3 separate regions of the Mus musculus genome follow, and regions 1 and 2 are each linked to region 3. Evidence: chromatin contacts called from public HiChIP or PLAC-seq data. All regions are on one chromosome and are shown on one strand. The core of a region is the stretch at or near the end of the contact, and the rest is flanking DNA. Distances in the headings are between cores, read along the strand shown.

What was found. HiChIP or PLAC-seq counts read pairs in DNA pulled down with a chosen protein or histone mark.
Region 1: a contact with region 3 is called in an H3K27ac HiChIP or PLAC-seq map of CD8 T cells, with 5 times the contacts expected there. The contact joins two enhancer-like sites. A contact is called at or near these places in 3 of 484 Hi-C or Micro-C datasets (embryonic stem cells, hematopoietic stem and progenitor cells and nephron progenitors), 1 of 115 datasets of contacts at active chromatin or transcription factors (CD8 T cells) and 2 of 9 other capture datasets (adipose tissue and liver).
Region 2: a contact with region 3 is called in a CTCF HiChIP or PLAC-seq map of CD8 T cells, with 5 read pairs. The contact joins two enhancer-like sites. A contact is called at or near these places in 1 of 39 promoter capture datasets (HPC-7-derived erythroid cells), 1 of 15 datasets of contacts at CTCF or cohesin (CD8 T cells), 6 of 484 Hi-C or Micro-C datasets (ECoMG myeloid progenitors, the HPC-7 cell line, bone marrow-derived DN2 thymocytes and 3 more) and 3 of 115 datasets of contacts at active chromatin or transcription factors (bone marrow-derived macrophages, embryonic stem cells and memory CD8 T cells).

What each region holds. Positions count from the first base shown.
Region 1 is chr17:64,721,420-64,725,334 of GRCm38.p6, reverse strand. All of the region lies in intron 16 of Man2a1 (mannosidase 2, alpha 1), which reads right to left. Among named protein-coding and RNA genes, the nearest start is that of Dreh, 44 kb to the left of the region's middle. Within about 2 kb of position 1,969, at least 29 of the 459 cell types and tissues checked have an H3K27ac peak or open chromatin away from gene starts, as enhancers often do. A contact at or near this core is called in CD8 T cells, where this site is marked.
Region 2 is chr17:64,620,011-64,623,934 of GRCm38.p6, reverse strand. All of the region lies in intron 1 of Man2a1 (mannosidase 2, alpha 1), which reads right to left. Among named protein-coding and RNA genes, the nearest start is that of Man2a1, 20 kb to the right of the region's middle. Within about 2 kb of position 1,439, at least 106 of the 459 cell types and tissues checked have an H3K27ac peak or open chromatin away from gene starts, as enhancers often do. A contact at or near this core is called in CD8 T cells and memory CD8 T cells, where this site is marked.
Region 3 is chr17:64,856,913-64,861,060 of GRCm38.p6, reverse strand. No RefSeq gene overlaps it. Among named protein-coding and RNA genes, the nearest start is that of 4930583I09Rik, 23 kb to the right of the region's middle. Within about 2 kb of position 2,095, at least 33 of the 459 cell types and tissues checked have an H3K27ac peak or open chromatin away from gene starts, as enhancers often do. A contact at or near this core is called in CD8 T cells and memory CD8 T cells, where this site is marked.

The sequences.
Region 1 (3,915 bases), core at 720-3,219, 140 kb after region 3:
TCTGGAAGACACAGCGTATTTTCCCCATGGGACAGACTCTGCAAAATCACATAGCACTTTGCCACATCCAATCAGAGGAAATCTAATGAGAGGAAAGCACGCCTTTAATCCCAGCACTTGGGAGGCAGAGGCAGGTGGATTTCTGACTTTGAGGACAGCCTGGTCTACAGTGTGAGTTCCAGGATAGACAGGGCTATACAGAGAAACCCTGTCTCGAAAAACCAAAAAAAAAAAAAAAAAAAAAAAAAAAGCAAGAGAGCCCTGAACACTTCCCAGAAAGAATCCAGAATCCTATAAGTGGCCCCCACCTTTTGATTAGGTCAAGAAAGGATGAGGGCATCTGGCTTGCACCCAACTAGAAAAAAAGTCACATGTCCTCTCCTATGTGGTCCACAGCTTCAAATCTATTGTTTGTTTAGGTGTGCATCTGTGTATTTAACCTGAAGTACATGTAGAAACCAGGAAACCAGAATTGGGGGACTGAGGGATAGTTTATTAAGGGAGATGCTGCCATTGCTCTTGGTTGCCCACCATAGATTCCTGGACACTACAGACTTTCACTGCAGGACACAGAGAAATCGATCTTAAACTGACCAGGAAACTCTCCCTGCTAGGCCTCGCTTGCATAGTACTGGAAGGTGCTATACGGGTGTCTGAGAGAGAAGACATCAATCATCTTAGCTAGTGGTGGCCCTCACATGTTACAATACTGACAAGCAGGCAAGATGTACCCACTGGTACATTAGTGGCAAGACTATTCATGGTGCTGCTCTGACTACTTTTCTGTTGCTGTGGTAAAATACTCTGACCAAATGTGACTTCCAGCAAAGAGTTTATTTTATATTATACCTGCAGGTACAACCCACCACTGAGGGACATGCACACACATACATGCATACACTCACAAGCAAGGACAACCTGCCTGAGGAATGGTGCCACCCACAGTGGGCTTCAATATCACTAATTCAGGCATGCTCGCATACCAGTCTTAACTAGGTAATTCTTCGATTGAGACTTCTCTCCAATGACCTAGCTGTGCATGTTGACATTGATGGAAAATCAGAACACTAACCACTCTTTTGATTAGATTTGAGATTGCCACAGAAGGACATGCACACCTGAGGCTATAAACATAGTCAAAGATCATAGTAAGGGAGGCCATGGGCCCTAGATCTAGGCTATTGTTGTGCTATATTGTCATGTGAAACTGACTTCTTTTTTTTTTTTTTTTTTTAATTATCCTTTATTTATCTGGTGGCTGGAGGCAGGCAACTTTTTTTCATTAGATATTTTCTTTATATACATTTCAAATTTTAAATGCTATCCCAAAAGTTCCCTATACCTTCCCCCTGCCCTGCTCTCCAACCCACCAACTCCTGCTTCTTGGCCCTGGCATTCCCCTGTACGGGGGCATATAAAGTTTGCAAGACCAAGGGGCCTGCCTCTCTTCCCAGTGATGGCTGACTAGGCCATCTTCTGCTACATATGCAGCTAGAGACACGAGCTCTGGGGGTACTTGTTAGTTCATATTGTTGTTCCACCTATAGGATTGCAGACCCCTTCAGCTCCTTGAGTACTTTCTCTAGCTTCTCCATTGGGCCCTGTGTTTCATCCAATAGCTGACTGTGAGCATCCACTTCTGTGTTTCCCAGGCACTGGCAGAGCCTCATATGAGACAGCTATACCAGGGTCCCTTCAGCAAAATCTCATAATCAGCCACCAAACCCAGACACTATTGCATATGCCAGCAAGATTTTGGTGAAACTGACTTCTAAACATTTGTGTTAAATGTCCACAGATCTGTGCTGCTCTCAGCGGTAATCAGAGCAGCTTTTTATTGCAGTGGGTCAGGGTTGATGCAGAGACATATAACTCTTCAAAGTGCTGACTGGATCATAAGTGATTGAGTGCTCACCCACTGACAGGACATCTACATCACCCCACCTCCCCAAGGCTCAGGAAACACTGTGGCCTTCTACTGTGACTGTCTCTATCCCCACTTCCTCTTCATCTCTGTCTGCACTGAAAAGGACTGAGCAATTACATACAGAAGAAGCATGGCTACAGCAGCTGTTGGGAAGATAAGTCTTTGGACTTAAAATAGTTCCCTGAAAAAATTTCAGAATATTTTGAACTTAAATCACCAAAACTATCTATCTATCTATCTATCTATCTATCTATCTATCTATCTACAAAACAACCAAACTTGCTATGAGAGAGAGACGTGTGTCTATACATAGTGTTGCACTAGGTACAATGGATAAGAAATGGAACCAGGCTAGACACTCATCAGTGGATGAATGGAGAAAGAAAATGTGATCGATTGACAATGGAATTTTATTAATTTATTTCAAAAATTAAGAAAGAGGAAAAAATTCATAGAATTTACATGAAAATGGGTGAACCTGTAGTCATTGTGGTAAATGAAATAAGCCAGAAAGAGAAATGTCACATTTTCTCTTTATGTGGTTTCTAGAAGAGTGACAGGTTAAGATTCTAGAAGGGACTATGAAATAAAGAAGAAAAGACTTTACAGGGGAGCAGAACACACAGAGAGGGGGTACCAGAGCACATGTTAATGGGGAGCAGGAAGAGGCTATCAGGAAGGAAGGAAGGGCCAGCAGGTTGGACAGGAGGAGAGGATAGGATGTGGGGTTCAGGCGGTCTGCAGTTCTTTCCCAGGCACAAACCCTGACCCAGATGCATCCCAGTAACTGCAGGCATGAGAGCCTAGGAGGAATGGCCCAGGGAAAAACCAGGCCACCAGGGCAACAGAAGTGCAGAAGCACGTACTTCGTAAGGGGGTAAAGTGCAAAATGTTGGTTAAGATGGGAGCAATAAAGAATGATGAATTTGAAGAAGGTTTAAAAGAGGACCACCCCCACCCCTCACCCCCCAGAAGCTGCTTTTCCAAAAGAAAACAACGAGTTCATGAATCAACAGGTTTGGGAAGGAACATAACACATCAAACAGCTGCAGTCTTCAAATCAGCAGCAGCACAAGACAGGCAAGAGACAGAGCCCTGGCCTGGGAAGACAATACAGGAGCTTGTCTCCTAGTCTCCTTGGCACTTTCCCCATGCCCAAGACTTGTCCTGGCTAAAGACAGAAGAGCAGAGAGCTGAGCCCACTGGGTCCTGAGGCTTACTCTCAACCCACTTCCGTTCAGTTCTCAGACATGCTCCCTCCAAAGAAGCAGGGAGTTCATAAATCATTCTATGTTCATCTGTCCAAAACAATCCTGCCATGGAACCACACATCTATAAACCATCTATAAACCTTTCTACCACTCTGTATAGTTCTTCTCCCAACACAATTAGAAGGAGGCACAAAGAAGAGAGGGGGAGGGAGGAGGGAGAAGGGAGGAGGGGAGAAGGAGAGTAGGTAGTGTGGGATGGAAGCACACTTCTCACCCATTCCCACTTACACAGGTGCTAAGCAAATATAATTTGAGATATCGGTGTCTGATTCGATTTGTAAACGACCATCAAATACTTCTGTCAAATATAGTTTTCAACTGTTTGCCTTTAACAAAATTGAAGGGATGCCCAATCGGGTAATGTGATCGTTAAAATAATTAACCAAAAAAAAAAAAAAAAAAAAGCTTGATGGTCATTTTGTGACATACAGTGCCTAACTCAGAAGGAGCCTATATTAAATGATAGCCCTATAATCTTTTTTCCATTACCAGCTTCTAACCCATATGAGTAATGTACCTTTGCATTTGGTACTTATGAAAACAAAAGGGTATAGTTCACTGAGAGAAACATTTCCGTTAAATTTTCTAAAACAAATTCTCAAGACAGTAATATATTATTTACATTGTCTTAATAACTCAATGCAGAAAGACATTAACACTTAGAGCCAGAGAATGAGTTCTTAAAGTTTAAACATATGTGCACACAGATATGCTCAA
Region 2 (3,924 bases), core at 190-2,689, 240 kb after region 3:
ATGGCAGGAAGATCCATCTCTGACTTGTTCAACCCTGGATGCTCAGTTCCAAGTACAGGAAAGATATTCATGCATTTGTAAAATGTTTCTCAATAACTGCTCTGAACTGTAAGTCTAGGGTTGGGAAGAATGCCACACGGTGGGAAGACAAAAATACCTAAGATATATACTGTCATACATGTGTGTGTATGTATGTGTGTGTTTGAATATACAAGATAGCATTATAAGCAACACACATGCATACGCACACACCACAAACATACACTTTAAAATAAAATTAAAAAAAAATCTTTAATAAGTGTAAGAAGAAAGAACCAGAGATATGGCTCTGGTTAACAGCACTATCTACTCTTCCAGACAACCTGGATTTGATTCTCAGCTCTCACATGGTGGCTCACAACCATCTGTAACTCCAGTACCAGGGGACCCAATGGTGGACACCAGAAATGCAAGTGGTATAGACACACGTGCAGTTAAAACACCCATCATAGAATTTGTTCTGTTTTGTTTGGATTTTTTTTTAGACAGGGTTTCTCTGTGTAGCCCTGGCTGTCCTGGAACTCACTCTGTAGACCAGGCTGGCCTTGAACTCAGAAATCCACCTGCCTCTGCCTCCCGAGTGCTGGGATTAAAGGCGTGCACCACCATGCCCAGCTTCTAAGTAATTTTTTAATGAATAACAAAATCTGAAGACCTTACACAAACTTATCTAAATAGAATATTGATGAAAATTGACAACCTGGAGGAAGCAAAAGGAAAGACATAATATCTACAATGGTGCAATTTTGACAAAACATCTAACTAAAACCTACATTGTTTTTAACCTACTGTGAATATTTGTTGGTTTAACAGTGAGTCAAAGATTTAATTATACTCATAAAGTTGGGTAGGCAGATAAAGTGCAAAGAGGACACAGCATAGCCAAGGAGACCTAGGGTCTCAACACAGGACTGACTCTCTGATCATACCTAGAAGAGAGAGAAATCATGTGGGCTCCAGATCACCAGAGCCCTTTAGTGATAAGGTAGCCAGGAGCCTCCAGCCTGCAGCGCAGAACTATAGATGTGGCCCAACACAAAAAGCTTATTTGTTTAAACTGCCTCTAACATGATGAGGTTTCCTGTATGGCTGTTTTTATAACTAGAGTGTACAATTCCAGAGTATAAACATGTAGATTGTAATACCATGGCCATGCCAGTACACTGGAAAAAGGCTGGCCATGCCCGCCATACCAACGAAGGCCACATCAGTGTTGGCTATGAGGGCCAGCAGTTCTGTGCTATGCAAAGACCTAAAGCCCTCTTCTGCTGTGGCTCCCCATGGAACCCGAAAGAATAAAAAGGCTTGAGAGTCAAACGCACGGTGTCTCTGTCCACACTTCCATAGTTACAGGGAACAAATGGGGAGATTCTTCACACATGACCACATCAGAACAGCCTGGAGCTTCCTACAATTGTTCTGACTCATCCTGCTGAGGAGTTCCAGTCTCGAAACCGAAACTCCCTCCAGAGGCCATCGTAGCACCGAGGTCTCAATCAAGCAAGTCCCCATTCTGTGCAGAATCAGACCTTCAGAGCTGTCGCACTATCTCCCTAAAATGAAGCTTTGGTGTGCTCTCAGAGCTTTTAACGATACTATGCGAGGCTGCCTGAGCATGATACACCTCTCCAAGGTTCTCTGTGCTTGGACGAGGTTCCCCCTGGACCCACATCCTTAGCCCAGCTGCCCACTGTAGCTCAACACTCACAGTGAGGAGGGCAAGGAGCAGTCTAGGGAAAGCTTCTGCTATGGGCCTTGCTCCCAAACCCTCCGTGTCAGAGAAAGACTCAGTATAAACATCACCTGCTACGGTTTGGGAAGAGGGAGCCAACAGACATTAAAGGTGGCTTTCACTTTCATGATAGCTCTGAAGATACAATTAACAACCAGTGCCCAGGGTTCTATAGTAACTTAAGTACGGGTAGAAGAGTGTGCCCTGAGGCTCTGTCAGCATTAATGGTCTAATGAAAACCATTTTTAAATTATATTACACACCGGAATAAGGTCTCCCTCCAAACAGCCAAAATCCTTACCATATACCTCATAGGCAAACTCCACCCACATGGCTGGGAGGAAATGGTGTGGCCTGAAGGGATGTACCTGTGGTGTGCATTAAAGAAACAGAAATGATAGATAATGTTTCAATTACGCTGACAGGTCAAAGAATGCTGATAGGAATACTGAAAAAGACAGTTTTCTGTAGGGCAAGAAACCCACTGGTGAGAAAAGCGTGTTATCCTTTGATTTGCTAATCAGTTCTATGGGGAGGCATCTTCAGCCCTGTTCTGCCGGGGAGGGGGAAGAAGGTCATATTTGATTTTTCTCTGCTAGTGGTGAAAGAGAAGAGCTGAGGGAAAAGCTGGCACATATCAAAGACGTTGGGCAGAGCTAATTTAGAGTCTACAACGAGGTAGACCAGGATCGGTGCCCACTCCATCCTAGGAAAGAGATCCATCACTGTCCACAGCCAACTCTTAACACATTACATAATGATCTGCCCCAGGGAGGACACGGGCTGCTGGCGACGAGAGTTACTGTGACCACTCAAGCACGGCTGATTGTGCATCTTCTTCCTTCAGGCTTCACCTGCAAAGAGGGCTGTCTTTCCTTCCACAGCTCAGAGGCCTCACAAGCAGAGGCCAGGGTCCTCCCAATTTCTAAGCCCAAGCCCACCTCTGTCATCTCCTCCGAGGCTTCACTCCTGGGGAAATCCTCTCAAGGCTGCAGGTTCAAACTCCCCATGCCCAGTGGTGTGGCAGTTCTCCTACTCCAACCGACGGGAAGCAGACGGTCTCATAGGCTTATGACATAATGTAGTCTAATATGTTTAAATTTTAAATTAATTTATTATTATGTGTATGAGATTTTTGACGGCATGTATGACTCTGCCCCACATGTGTGTGATGCCCAGGGAAGACAGATGAGGGTATCAGGTTCCCTGGTACTGGAGGTACACATAGCTGAGTCACTGTGTGGGTGCTGAGAGAAGAACCCAGGGTGAGCAGTCTCTCCAGCCCCACTATCTGCATCTTTAAAAGTCAGCCACACCCCTGTGCCTCCCTTAACTACAAGACATGGCTCACCAGGATGCCATTAAACTGGACTCCCAAGGGATCTTGAAAAGGGGCAAAATCCAGCCATCTACTGTACTTCGTAGCTTGGTTAGCTTCTGCTAATCGGTGCTGGGACCCTCCCTTCTTCTATCAAAAGGGACAATCCAAGCATGTCACCCTGAGTAGCATCACAGGACTAGCTCTGTGTCTAGAAGGCATTTTTAAAGAACCTTGGGCCAGTGGGCTGAGTGGGGAAGATCAGCTCTCATGTGGAGCAACATCTGTCACCAAAGGCCTGATGAGGTAAAAAACGTAGACAGAGCAAATCCCTGCTTTGTTATCTAGATAACAGCAACAGATCCTTCAAGCTTTTTATCTCCAGGACTCTCTGCAATGGATTCCCAGCTCGGCCTGAGACTGACAGCAGGGCTTCCCAGCGCCTGGGTCTGTGTGCTTGGAGAGAGCCAGAAAATGTTTCCATGACTCTGTCATCTGCCGGCAGCCCACGCTCCTCGGACACATGAGGATTTGCAAAGCGTGGACTCTGCACTCTTCCTGTCTTACACTCCCAGCTCACTCACAGGCCCATTGCATTCAGATTTTGTCCATCTCACTAAAGACTGCCCACATCAATTCCCCCGATGCATATATGCCCAGCCTGATGCAAAGCATGCTGGGACCTCGTCATCTCCAGGAACACACCACAGAGTGCCCTCATCCTAGAAACTGCAGTGACTGACCTGATTTGCGGTTCCATGTGCCCTTACTTTCTTCCTGTGGCTCCTTCTCTCTCTGACCTCTGAATGTCAGCCTCCGGGTTAGCACCTATAGC
Region 3 (4,148 bases), core at 846-3,345:
ACTGTGCATTCTCCCAAACTCCAACACCCATGCTCATCATGTCTGTGACCGGCTTTCTTGGTCTTAGCCTGGCCCTGGCTACTCTACCAGGGCCCAGAGGGTCTGTCACTGACTCCTTAATGAGGCTACAGAATATTCAGACATTAAACACTGGGAGCAAAGGGCAAGCCTGGGTTCTGAAGTTTCTGCTGGGATTCCAGGAGGCTGAGAGAGCAGGAAGTGAGGTTGGCATAGTGCCTGCACCCCAAGAAGCAAAGATATAGAGAGTTACATCTTGATATGGTAACTGGGTTAAAGGTGGAATTTAAAAAATTGTGAAGACAGGACTGTGTGAAAAGCAAAAAAAAGGTCTTGATTTTCAGAATCCCAGAAAGGAAAGATACTATGGAGAATTTTTTTTAACAAGGCAAAGAAGAATTTGAGGCAATTTCTGTTTATCCATGGGGATGTCTACAGTGAAGCAAATAGAGTGTGTGTGTATGTGTGTATGTGTGTGCGTGTATGTGCATATGTGCATATATGCATGTGTGTATATGTTTGTGTATGTGTGTATGTGTATGTGAGTGTGTGTGAGAGTGTAGGTGTGTGTCTGTGTATATTGTATATGTGTGTGTATATGTGTGTATGTGAATGTATGTGTATATGTATGTGTGTGAGTGTGTGTGTATCTGTGTGTATGTATATATGTGTGTGTATATGTGTGCATATGTGTATATGTGTACATGTGTGTATATGTATGTATGTGTCTGTATCTGTGTCTGCATATGCATGTACGTGCTTGTATGTGTATCTGTGTCTGTGTGTGTGTGTGTGCATGTGTCTGTACCTGTGTCTGTGTCTGGACAGTACCTAGAATCTATTCCTTTGGCAAACTACCAGCATACAATCTAAGAATCCAGTATTGTCTCTGTAACCCTTATATTATATACTACAAAACCAAAAAATAAAAAATAACAAAATAAAAGCCAGGCATGGTGGCACACGCCTTTAATCCCAGCACTCGGGAGGCAGAGGCAAGTGGATTTCTGAGTTCGAGGCTAGCCTGCTCTACAAAGTGAGTTCCAGGACAACCAGGACTATACAGAGAAACCCTGTCTCAAAAACAAACAAACAAACGAATAAATAAATATAAATAAATAAATAAATAAATAAAATACTACATTTCCAGATTTAACAACTCCCTGTACAACTTTGTTCTCTTTGATCATCTCCACTCATTTGCCTGTTTTCTCTGTCACAGAAACCACTGATTTTACTCTCTGCTTGTATGGATTCAACTTAAAAATATTCTTCACTTAAAACATAATTTATAGTAGGTGCCTTTCTGTATGTATGCTAGTTCTTTTACCATTATGTCCTATAAATTAGTCAGTGTCATTGTAAATGGCAGGATCTCCTTCTGTGGCAAAGATGGAAATATGCACACATATTATCACATGTGCAAATATAAGCACACACACTGAACACACACCTTTTTCTATTAATTTATTTTACGTTTTGACAATAAAAACTGGAAGTTTTTCCTTGTCTTGATATTGTAATTAACTTTTCAGAAATTTTTATAAAATGACTTCACATCACACACCTGTAATGGTACACGCCTGTAATTTCAGCACTCTGAAAGTAGAGGCAGGAAAACCACAAGTGTGGAGCTAGCTTGAGCTACATTGTGAGTTCATGTCTACCCTAAGATCATATATAAAAAGAAAAAAGATCAGATGGTACACTAGGGACTAAGGGTAGAGGGCTCTACCCATTCTAGTACAAGTCTGTGTAAGGCCACTGGCCAGGAAATCACACTACAAAGAGAAGGCTAAAAGGAGAAAGGCACTTGAGACCCTGCGAAGATTCCAAAGCCAAGATGAAGCTCATGGCAAGAGCAGTATCTAGGTTCAGGATTCCTCAGGAAGGGGAAGAGAAAAGACTAAAGATGTTAGAAATACAAGAATATAGAGGAAGTGGGACCTTATCAGAGAAAGACAAGACCCTGAGGTTCAGTGGACAGAGGTCAGAAAGCTCGTGTGGTTAGAGACTGCTCGTGTGGTTAGAGACTGCTCTGGGTGGTTAGAGACTGCTCGTGTGGTTAGAGACTGCTCGTGTGGTTAGAGACTGCTCTGGGTGGATGCATCTTCAGCAGCTTAGAAGGGATCCTTTCTCTTCCATATAATAAGAAACCCTTGACAGGATCGCTAGAGAAGACATCAAATAGAAAGATGGCTCAATCTGCAAAAAGCTTGCTGCTCAAGCGTAAGGACTTTGATCTGTTCTCCCCCATACATGTAAAAAGTCAGGTACAGCCATGTCTGCCCATAGTCCCAGAGCTGAGGAGGTAGAGATGGAAGGACTCGAGGGCTGGCTGCATAGCCAGTCTAACCAATTCCATGGGTTCCAGTTTAAATGAGAAACCCCATCTCATAAAAAATAAGATAAAGATCAACTAATGAAAACACTAGATGTTGACCTCTGATCCCTCCAAGTATCACACACTAGGTTCATATGTTCGCACATAATCACACACACACACACACACACACACACACAAGCGTGTGCCCCAAATACTAAGATAGGAAGTCTTTAATACGCAAAATATCAGTTAGAAAGCCAAGATCACATAGCCAATAGAAGTCACTGCACACTGACACTCCACTCCTGACAAAGCTGAGCGGTGATGAACGGAGCTGCTCGTGTGTTGACAGGCTTCACTGGTTAAACTCAGTCTATCATTTTCTGTCTCCTACAGTGCTCCGGGAAATAGGTAAAAGCTATCTGGATGACTAATTCAATTTATTTAATAGGATGTTTGTTTTTGCAAATGCCATGTTAACTACAGTGTGTCATATCGGAAGTAAAAATATGCAAACCAAATTTTATTTTAAGTTCAATATTACTACGGTTTAGAGGGTATGATTGGCAATTCTGAAGTGTAAGGAAAACAGCCACCACGGATTTCAAACTTCTTTCTAAAACCCTCCGCTATTTATTCCATCTGTCCCCTGGGCTGTACATGGATATTTTTAACATGGTTCTCTGTCAATTCTTTGATAGTTTTCTTGAAGGGCTACTTAGTGAGTTCAATCAATATCTGCTGCCTTATGGATTTTTGGGGTGGTGGGGGGTAGGGAGACTAGCTGACATTCAGAGGAGAAAAAAAATCTAATTCTTGTATCTTTAAGATTGAGAGACAAAGAATCACTCTTGTGATTTTGACCCGTAAGTTAACTTACACTAAGTTGATATATTTTTGTGTTGTGTTGGGAATACAGCTTGCAAACTTCAGGTATTCTCTGAAAAAAAAAACTACAGAAGCTTCCTTGGCCAAATTCAAGGAAAAGCTTCATTCTTAGTTGAGTTTCATGGTGCTGATTAACGCTTCTGCTTCTCCCCTTTACAAGAGGAACCGACTTCATCCTGGCCTCTCTCCATAAACAACTGGGAAATGGGGGAAAATATATGAAGTGGTTGCGAGCAGATGCTGGACAGCAGGAAGCCTCGGACTATGATCTTGAAAGAGAGAAAACAAGCTCGCGTAATACTCCCATTTTGCTGAAGGAGGGTTTGGAATTGCTGATTTGAAGGGATTTACAGAGCCAAGCACGAGAGAAGAGACCATTGTGGTGGTGGTTTGAATAGGAAAAGCCTCTATGCACTCATGTGTCTGAATTCTTGGGCCATAGGGCGTGGCACTATTAGGAGGTGTGGTCTTATTGGAGTAGGTGTGGCCTTGTTGGAGGAAGGATGTCACTGGGTGAGCAGACTTTGAGGTTTCATATGCTCAAGCTATGCCTGGTGTGACTCACAGTCTCTTTCTGCTGCCTGCAGATGATGATGCAGAACTCTCAGCTCTTTCCCCCAGCACCATGTCTGCCTGCATGCCACCATGTCCCACCATGGTAACGGTGAACAACTCTGAAGCTGTGAGCCAGTCCCAAATGAAATGTTTTCCTTTATAAGAGTTGCCATGGTCATGGTGTCTCCTCACAGCAATAGAAATCCTGAATGATACAAAGGTACATGGACTGTCACTAGATACATTAGAAGGATGATCTGTGTCTTTGTTTGAACATCAAGATGTGTGTACATTACATAAAACTGTACAAGGTGGGTGAAGTGCAGCTTTGGGCAATCCTAAAATCACATTTCCTGAGCTC